Regions from separate parts of the Macaca mulatta genome. Here region 2 is linked to region 1. Evidence: chromatin contacts called from public Hi-C data. All regions are on one chromosome and are shown on one strand. Each heading gives the region's core, a stretch centred on a gene start, on an enhancer-like site or on the middle of the called end of the contact. The rest is flanking DNA. Distances are from core to core; before and after follow the strand shown. Region 1 holds the start of DUSP5 (dual specificity phosphatase 5). Region 2 has its middle 26 kb from the start of SMC3.

Region 1 (4,612 bases), core at 1,848-4,347:
CCTTTCACTACAGCAATGGGCAGGACCAGCTACAGAGTTCGTGGGGCCCAGTGCAAAAGGAAAACGCAGGGTCTCCTGTACAAAATTAACAATTTAGTAACAACAGAGCATTAAAACAAGTGGGGGTCCCTTCTAAGTATGGGTCCGTTTGGCTGCGCAGGTCACATACCTGCAAAGCTGGCCTTGGCCGTGGCACTAGGCAGGATGAGTCAGACAAGAGCTCTGGGAAGCCGGGCCCCAGAATTTAGTAATCTGTTGGACATGGGACGTGAGGAAGCAATCCAGCTGACAGATAACCCTCCTACACCGGGTGCCAGGCCACCCTTCTGCTTTCTGGGCACCCTCCTTGGTGTGACCAACTCTAGCTTATTAACATGTATAAACTTCACCCACTCCTCCTTTTCCTGCTACCCTCACCCCAGACCTGCTCCTGTAGAGTTCCTATCTAAAGGTTAAAAACTATGGTGTCAGCTGGGCATGGTGGCTCACGGGTCACACCTATAATCCCAGCACGTTGGGGGCGGGCGGATCACAAGGTCAGGAGTTTGAGACCAGCCTGACCAACATGGTGAAACCCCATCTCTACTAAAAATACAAAAATTAGCCTGGCGTGGTGGTGTGCACCTGCAATCCCAGCTACTCAGGAGGCTGAGGCAGAAGAATTGCTTGAATCTGGGAGCCAAGATCACACCACTGCACTCCCACCTGGGCGACAGAGGGAAACTCTGTCCCCCCGCCCCAAAAAAAAAAAGAAAGAAAGAAAGAAAAAAGAAAAGAAAAATGCTAACTGGGTGTTGGGTGTGGTGGCTCATATCTATAATCCCAGCACTTTAGGAGGTTGAGGTGGGAGGATTACTTGAGGCCAGGAATTTGAGACCACACTGGCCAACACAGTGAGAACGTATCTTTAAAAAAAAAAAAAAAAAATCTTTGGTGTCAGTCTCCAGTTCTCTCTCCCCATCTCACCCCTCCCAGCATCTTACTTCCTCAATGTGCTCCCATTCTTATGGGCTCCCCATAGCTGCTTTTCTGGCAGGCCCATATCAGCTCAGCTCTAGATTACCCATGAAATCCTCCCATCCATCCCCCAGACTCCGGACTCCTCCCCCACTCTCAAATAAAACACTCATCCCGCACACAGCCGCCTCAGCGATGTTCCCAAATGCTATCCGGATCTGGTCACTGAGTAAGATCCCTCATTGGGGACTGTCCGGGCCAAAGACTAAGACCCAATTGAGTCAAACAGCACAAGGCCCTCTGTTGCCTGACCCTGCTTAATCTGCTAATAAATACCAGAAGGGCCTTAGTCTCCCACGTACCTCCAGTACGCACCATGCTGGGTTTTGTGTTTTTTTGTTTTCTTTACCTCAAGCAGTTTCCTCTGCCTGGAATCACCCCTCCTGCTTCGTAGTCTGGCTTACAATTCCTCGGAATTGGCCTCAGCCCTCATCTCCTCTGGGAGGCCTTCTCCAGCCCACGCCCCACCCTGCCACACCCCTGCTGGGCGCTGTTCCCTACGGAATACAGGCCCTCCCCTCCCCTCTGGGCTGGGGGCAGCTGGAGCTGAGTACAAGTCTTACGTTGGTGCCGCCAGCCCCAAAACAAAGCCTGGCCCACGTGGGTGCTCCACGTACGTGTGTGGCTCTGGGCTGAGATATCGGGGGTGGAAAGAGCCGGTAACAGAAACAGAACGTGCTGGAGGAAGAGCAGTTTGCAGGGAAGGCTGGCACAGATAACCACAAAGAGAAAGAAGGCCCCCGCATCACGTCTTCACCAAGACCCCACTGGCAAGGCGAGGACAGCGCCTTTTGGTGAATGCAGCCGTGACCCAGAGGCAATGCCGGCTGTTCTGGTGTCTGATTTGATTGCATCTGATTTCAGAATTTGATCTCTGCTTCCTTCTGAAAACCTCCTTCCCTTATGTCAGTTGTCAACAAGCCCTTGTCTAGTGCGGGCAGACTGTTTTCCATCAAGCAGTCCCAGCCAGGCTAACAATAAAATGGTTGGCAGTGAGCTTGGGGGCAGAAACCTGTTTCCATCCACTTGTCCCCACAGCTAGGGGAGCCCTGGCACACAGCTGACCCTCAATAAATGCTTACTGAATGGGTGAGTTGTGTCTGCTTCCCCAGGAATAGGGGTGGAAGGCCTGAAGCCCCTGGGAACCGGTGGGGGCAGACAGCCTGAGATTAAACTTGATCCACAGATAATCCCCCAAATCCAGAAGCCACCTGGACAACAGTTGGCTGAACTGAGCTCCACCGTGGGATACACGCTGATGCTACTGATGAGTTCACCACGGATTTCCCCGGGACCAGAAAACAGCTCCTCAAAATACAACTTATTATTCTAATCATTATTGGAGAGTGACAGAGAAAAGAGCGTCAATCCTTTGAGGGCAGAATCCATTTAGGGAGATTAAATGGCTTTTCTCACCGCCGACCTCCAACCCCCGTTTTTACTTTTAGAATCTTTATTATGAAAAATTTCAAACATACAGAAAAGTGGAGAAAACAATATAACGAATTCGGCCACCCATCACCCAGCCTCAGCGATGACCAACCCGCGCCCGACCCCTCCAGTCATCCATACCCCACCCCTCGAGGCAAATCTCCCACGTCCTCCCCTTACACGCGCAGACCTCAGTAGCGACAGGAATCCGTTCCGGACTCCTCTGCGGCCCTGGCCGGCTCCCTCGGCCCTGCTCAGCGCGGCACGGGCGGGTTCTCGGCCCACGTCCGTGAAGCCGAAGGCCGGATCATGCGGCGCCGCCCCGCCTCCCACAGCGCTTCCTCCTCGGACCGCACCGCGGGGGTCACTGTGGCCCGGAGCGCCTCGACACACGGCCGGCAGCCGCGGGTGATGCGCGAGTGAGTCCCTCAGCGCAGCGCAGAGGAGAAAACGAGGAGGCGCCTTCCACTTCCTCTTGCTCTAATGCCGGCACCCGCCCCGCAAGTCCCTCGCCCCCGCTGCCCCGCCCCCGGTAGGGCGTGGCCACGGCCCGAGGGGCGGGGAAACACCCATATTTGGCCTTATATGGGCAGCCGCGTCACGGACGGTACTCATTCACATAAAACGCTGCGCGGCCGGCGGAATCCCCGGCTTCTGTGGCGGCGAGCGGCCGGGGTGGGTATCGAGCGCGCGAGGCGAGAACGCGGAGTTGCGCCGCCGCTCGGGCGCCGGGCTCCGTCGCGGCCGCAGCCCCGCGGGTCGCCCTCCCGTGCCTCGCCCGCGGGCATCCTGGCCGTGGGCACCCGCGGGGCGCGCGGCGCGGGGCCGCTGGCCGGCGGCGGCGGCGGCATGAAGGTCACGTCGCTCGACGGGTGCCAGCTGCGCAAGATGCTCCGCAAGGAGGCGGCGGCGCGCTGCGTGGTGCTTGACTGCCGGCCCTACCTGGCTTTCGCCGCCTCGAACGTGCGCGGCTCGCTCAACGTCAACCTCAACTCGGTGGTGCTGCGGCGGGCCCGGGGCGGCGCGGTATCGGCGCGCTACGTGCTGCCCGACGAGGCGGCGCGCGCGCGGCTCCTGCAGGAGGGCGGCGGCGGCGTGGCGGCCGTGGTGGTGCTGGACCAGGGCAGCCGCCACTGGCAGAAGCTGCGGGAGGAGAGCGCCGCCCGTGTCGTGCTCACCTCGCTGCTCGCCTGTCTGCCCGCCGGCCCGCGGGTCTACTTCCTCAAAGGTGAGCGCGCGGGGTCCCTGCCACGCTCGCCCCTCCGGCGCCCCCGGGTCCCTTCCCTGTGCCGGGGCGCCATCCTACACCCTGGGACCGGGAGAGTCACCACCTGCCGGAGTCTGCACTCTGGGGCTTGTTGTGCGCTTGGGAGGGCACTGCAAATGTCAACACTCAGAGCTCCCCCTCTTCCCCACCCGAGTTCCTCGAAAGCGCCTGGCAGCCGGTCTGTCCGCCGGGCTGGGTGGAGTTGGTTATGCTGCGGGGTTGCTGCTGCTTAGCAGTTTGGGGACCGTCGGCCCGTGCTGGGCACGAGCCCCCTTTCAAGACCCGAGCTTCGCCGCTGTCGCTGGGGTCAGGGCTTGGGGCCTTCCTGATAGACTGATCTGGTGGGATCAGCAGGTCGCGACCCCTTCCCCCATGGTGTGGCGCCATGGTGCCCCCCTTCCTCCCGCCTAGCCACCTGTGTCTTCACCGACCCCTCTTGACTTTTTGACCTGGCGAGTCCCTTCCCTTTCCATTTCATTTTATTGCTTTTTATTGTTTCCCTCCGGCCTCTTCTCTCCTAGATCTTTCTCTAGCTCAGTTTGGAGCTCACATCCTTCCCACCCTTTTCACCTCCTCCCTCCTCCGCCCCAGGATTATCCTTGGGACCCATCCTGAGCCGAGCCTACAGCCGGCCAGCCAGGAAATAGAGGTGCGCGGGGGCAGGGTGGTGTGGAGATTCTGCGGCCTTTGATTTGACACCTCCCGGAGCTACCACCACAGGCCTGCCCATTTCACCTGCCAGGAAGATAACTTTGGCTTCTAGTGGTGGGTGGGTGATTGACTCTCAAAGTCCAAAGCACTGGTTTTTTCTGGGTCACTTCCTATGACTGCTCCTGCTTTGTATTTGAGTCCTTTGTAACCTCAAATGACACCCGGGGAGACCTGACCCACATGAAG
Region 2 (4,791 bases), core at 798-3,297, 45 kb after region 1:
GAGAATAATTTGAACATTTCCAGCGTAAGGAAAAGATTAAACATTTAAGGTGATGGACATCCCAAGTATACTGATTTGATCTTTATAAATTATATGAATGTATGAAATTATCACATGTCCCAAAACTATTTACACGTAAATATCATATATTAGTACATAATAAAAAGTTTAAAAAAGAAAAAATAAATAAAAACAAGCATAAGGAAATTCAGTAATGTTCTGATTATTTCCATAATGACCACTTCAGCCCTATTTTATCAGTGTCTTTTTTTCTCACTTTCTGTTGCCTCCACTTTGTTGGTGCCATAGCCCCGTGTGGTCTACCTGTTGGATAATCCTGCAGTGGATAGACGTCACTGGACCACATGTGTTGGCCAATATAGGGAAGCTCTTTCTAACCATTTATGTTGTGTGACCACTAAGAGGGCTTCCCTGGGAGGAAGTGCCCAGTCACTGTTGTGTTCCCAAAGAGGCCAGAAGTCCCTATGACGGGGACAAGATCTGTGAGAATCTGGAAAGAAAGTGGCTTACCCTATGAAGTCTTTTCTGGTCTGATGATGCTAGGGTGGGCATTCCAAGTACTTTGGAAGGGACTGCAAAGGCCTGCTCCAGGCTGGGGGTCACAGGCTGTGGGATGGACCTCTGGGGTTCCTTTGGGGACTTTGAGGAAAAGAGTTACCCTTTTCTCCAGGAAGGCAAGCTTACCCCTGGCTTGGAGGTCTTGCAGGAGCCCTGCAGCTACATCTGGAAAACCAGCCACACTGTCACAAGATAGCACCAGGGATGACTGGATCAGGACCAACTCGGGGGCACCAAGGGGCATTTTAGCCACCCATCAGGGCACTCTGTGTTCAGTCCTATTTACATGTATGTTCCCCTGTGCTCAGCTATGAGCTCCTTGAAAGGCACGACAGCCTTATTGGTTCTTGTATCCCTGGTGCTGGCCCTTGGTTGAATAGAATGAATAGGGTCAGGAAGAATGAAATGGCGTGTTTCTTTAAGGCAGTATATAAATGCATATTCTATAAACAATAAATAAAATGCCTTCCAGGTGTCTAGTGACTTTGCACAAGGATACTCAGGAAACTGGTTATGTGTTCACCTCTGGAGAGGGAGGCCAGAGGGCAAGGGTCTTGGGTGAGAGGGACACTATTCATCCCTTAATGCCATTTTTATCATGTGTATGTGTTAGTTATAGAAACTAAAATAAAAACACTGAGGTTAAAAAGTTCCCAAAGTGCTTCCAGCAACACAGTAGGTGATTTAAGTGGTGTAACAGAGTACCGGATATTGCAAGTGCGTGATGCTTCTTACAAGAGGCTCTTGACCTTTTTCTCAGATTTATAGACTTTCAGTTTACAAACCCTTTTCATAACACTGAAATGTTTACTTTCCAGTATAGAGCTCAATAACTCATCAGTTAAAAGTAGGCTGGTGATGAAGGCAGGCAAGAACCCCATCCCCCAAGAGAGGAGTCAGAGAAATGAGTCATTTTGGGTGCAACAATTGACAGCCACAAAAGGGACTAAAGGCTATTGGCAAAAGATTATATTGTTTTCTTCTTTTCTTCTCTTTTCTTTTCTTTTCCTTTCCTTTCCTTTTCCTTTTCCTTTCTTTCTCCTTCTTTCCTTCTTTTCTTTCTTTCTTTCTTTCTTTCTTTCTTTCTTTCTTTCTTTCTTTCTTTCTTTCTTTCTTTCTTTCTCTTTCTTTCTCTCTCTCTTTCTTTCTTTCTTTCTTTCTTTCTTTCTTTCTTTCTTTCTTTCTTTCTTTCTTTCTTTCTTTCTTTCTTTCTTTCTTTCCTTTCCTTCTTTCCTTCCTCCTCTCTCTCTCTCTCTCTCTCTCTCTCTCTCTCTCTCTCTCTCTTTCTTTCAGACAAATACTATTTAGTTAAAAGCAGCTCTTCCAGGCTGGGCAAGGTGCCTCATGCCTGTAACCCCAGCACTTTGGGATGCCAAGGCAGGAGTTTGAGACCAGCCTGGGTGGCACAGAGACTCCATCCCTACATACGGGAAACTGAACATTCCTCCTAATGCCCTGGGTTAACATATGCTGGGGCATCATCCAGCTACTGGTATGTACCAAAGACAGAGCTTATTTCAAATGACCCACTCCCTTCAATGGGAGCCAGAGTGAAGGAGGCTGGGCAGGAAACCAGCCAGGCTAGCCAGAGCCCACCAGCATGGCCTCGGGTCTGGCCCTATGTTAATCCACCAGTTCCTGCAGCCCTAATCAGATCCTGAGAGACCAATTTATTCTAAGTAATCAACAAGAGTGGGAATAATGAAACAGGAAATGGATGTGTTAGTTTATAAGCCAATTCCTTGAGTTCAGCAGCAACAAGATTACTGCTGCTGCACTATTGTTCTCTCCTGATGGATGAGGCAAGTTGAGACCACTGCATAAGCAAAAGGTTGCTCAGAATGTTGAAAGACTACAAAGGGACCTGGGAATTATTTAGAGGGAGGCAAGTGGTGTAGTAAAAAGCGGGTGGTCAGATGAAATTGGCTGGAAATCATGGCTCCAGCACTTACTAACTATGTGACTTTGGGCAAGTTACCTAAAAGTCTATGTCAGTTTCTCCACAAATAAAATGGGCACCATAACACCTAACTCACACAGCTGTTTTAAAGAGTAAATGAGATAACATATGGAAAAGTCCAGGCACAAACTAGATATCACCAAATGCGCACTTCCTTTTAGTTATTTTCACAGATAATTTTCAACTGCAAGGTGATACATCATGTTAATTACTGAATATGGAAAATGTTTGATAAGCCAAAAGGAAAAAACTCAAATCTCCCACAATTCCATCAGCCAGAGATAACTGTTAGTAGCATTTTCGTATGTGTCCCTCCAGGCCTTTTTATGTGTTATTGTTTTTAAAAACAAAAACAGGATCCTACTCCCATGGTGTCTTAAAACTGACTCTTTTAACTTATGACCATATATTAACATCATCTGATATCTTCACATCCTCTACCGCATGATTAAAAAGAAAAAGTCAGACATGATATGGCCATATCATATATATATATATATTTTTTTTTTTTTTTTTTTTTTGGACAGAGTCTCACTCCATCACCCAGGCTGGAATGCAGTGGTGCGGTCTTGGCTCACTGCAGCCTCTGACTCCCAAGTTTAAGCGATTTTCCTGCCTCGGCCTCCCAAGTAGCTGGGGATTACAGGCATGTGCCACCACACCCGGCTAACTTTTGTATTTTTAGTAGAGACTGGGTTTCACCAAGTTGGCCAGACTGCTCTCGAACTTCTGACCTCAAGCAATCTGCCCTCCTCACCCTCCCAAAGTGCGGGGATTACAGGCATGAGGCACCATGCCCAGCCTTATTATTTATTTTTTCAGACAGGGTCTCACTCTGTCACCCAGGCTGGAGGGCAGTGGCACGATCACACCTCACTGTGTGTGGTGTTGATCAACCTCCAGGGCTCAGGTGATGCTCCCACCTCAGCCTCCCAGGTAGCTGGGACTACAGGCATGCGTCATCACACTCAGTTAATTTTTAATTTTTTTTTTTTTTTTTTGTAGAGGCAGGATCTCTCCATGTTGCCCAGGTTGGTCTTGAACTCCTGGGCTCAAGGGAATCCACCTGCCTTGGCCTCCCGAAGTGCTGGGATTACAGGCATGAGCTACTGAGCCTGGTCGTCATCTTTTATTTAACCAACCTCATATTGTTGAGCAGTGTCTCCATTATAAACAATGCAAAAATGAACATCTTAGCAGCTGAGCAACTTTCTTTCTTTTCCTTTTTTTTTTTTTTTCTTTTTTTTAGACAGAGTCTTGCTCTGAAGCCTGGGCTGGAGTGCAATGGCATGATCTCGGCTCATTGCAAACTCCGCATCCCGGGTTCAAGTGATTCTCCTGCCTCAGGCTCCAGGTAGCTGGGACTACAGGCGAGCACCATCACACCCAGCTAATTTTTGTATTTTTAGTAGAGACAGAGTTCTACCATGTTAGCCAGCACTGTTGACCTCAGGTGATCCACCCACCTTGGCCTCCCAAAGTGCTGGGATTACAGGCATGAGCTACCTACCGCGCCTGGCCCTGAGCTGAGCAACTTTCACTACTCCCCAGTGATAAATTTCCTGAAGGAGAATCGTTGGTCCATATTGACAAACAGCCTTTCAAAAGTTCCAGCCATTTTCTGTTCCTACCTACCCAGTTCGTTATTTTTATTTTTACTTTTAATATTTGTTTTTGAGACGGAGTCTCCCTCTGTCACCCAGGCTGGAGTACAGTGGCATGATCTCAGCTCACTGCAACCTCCAGTTGCCAGGTTCAAGTGATTCTCCTGCCTCAGCCTCCAGAGTTAACTGGGATTACAGGCGCCCACCACCACACCCGGCTGATTTTTGTATTTTTAGTAGAGACAGGGTTTCACCATGTTGGTCAGGCTGGTCTCGAACTCCTGACCTTGTGATCAGCCCACCTTGGCCTCCCAAAGTGCAGGGATTACAGGTGGGAGCCACTGAACCCGGCCATCAGTTTGTTATCTTGATTGCAGGCCAACCCTGGGTTTTTTGTTTTCTATTCGGCAGCCAGTACCCTAGCAATCACTTTCTCTTCTAGAGATATTTCTGTACAAATACATAGATTTGGTGTCTGGGCCTCGCAAGGCCTCTTCTACCCAGTCTAATTCTGGAGACATAAGCTCTGGAGAAAATGGTCTCCTGCTAATTTCCCAGCCCAGTCACCAATCTCGTGTTACGGAGGATCCGTGGTCAGTAATTCGATTACTGCTTATCTACTTTTGGCTACGTTTCTCAAATGTCATT

Evidence for each region. A called contact is a pair of places that touch in the nucleus more often than the background predicts.
Region 2: a Hi-C map of blood shows a contact between it and region 1, with 5 times the contacts expected there. The contact joins the enhancer-like site here to the promoter of DUSP5 in region 1. A contact is called at or near these places in 5 of 14 Hi-C or Micro-C datasets (blood, cortical neurons, fetal cortex germinal zone and 2 more).

Annotation. Positions count from the first base shown.
Region 1 is chr9:122,674,994-122,679,605 of T2T-MMU8v2.0, forward strand. It overlaps DUSP5 (dual specificity phosphatase 5), which reads left to right and starts at 3,098. Exons shown (of 4, transcript XM_001086701.5): 1 at 3,098-3,676. The coding sequence starts at 3,298.
Region 2 is chr9:122,720,749-122,725,539 of T2T-MMU8v2.0, forward strand. No RefSeq gene overlaps it. Among named protein-coding and RNA genes, the nearest start is that of SMC3, 26 kb to the right of the region's middle. Within about 2 kb of position 2,048, at least 7 of the 40 cell types and tissues checked have an H3K27ac peak or open chromatin away from gene starts, as enhancers often do. A contact at or near this core is called in blood, where this site is marked.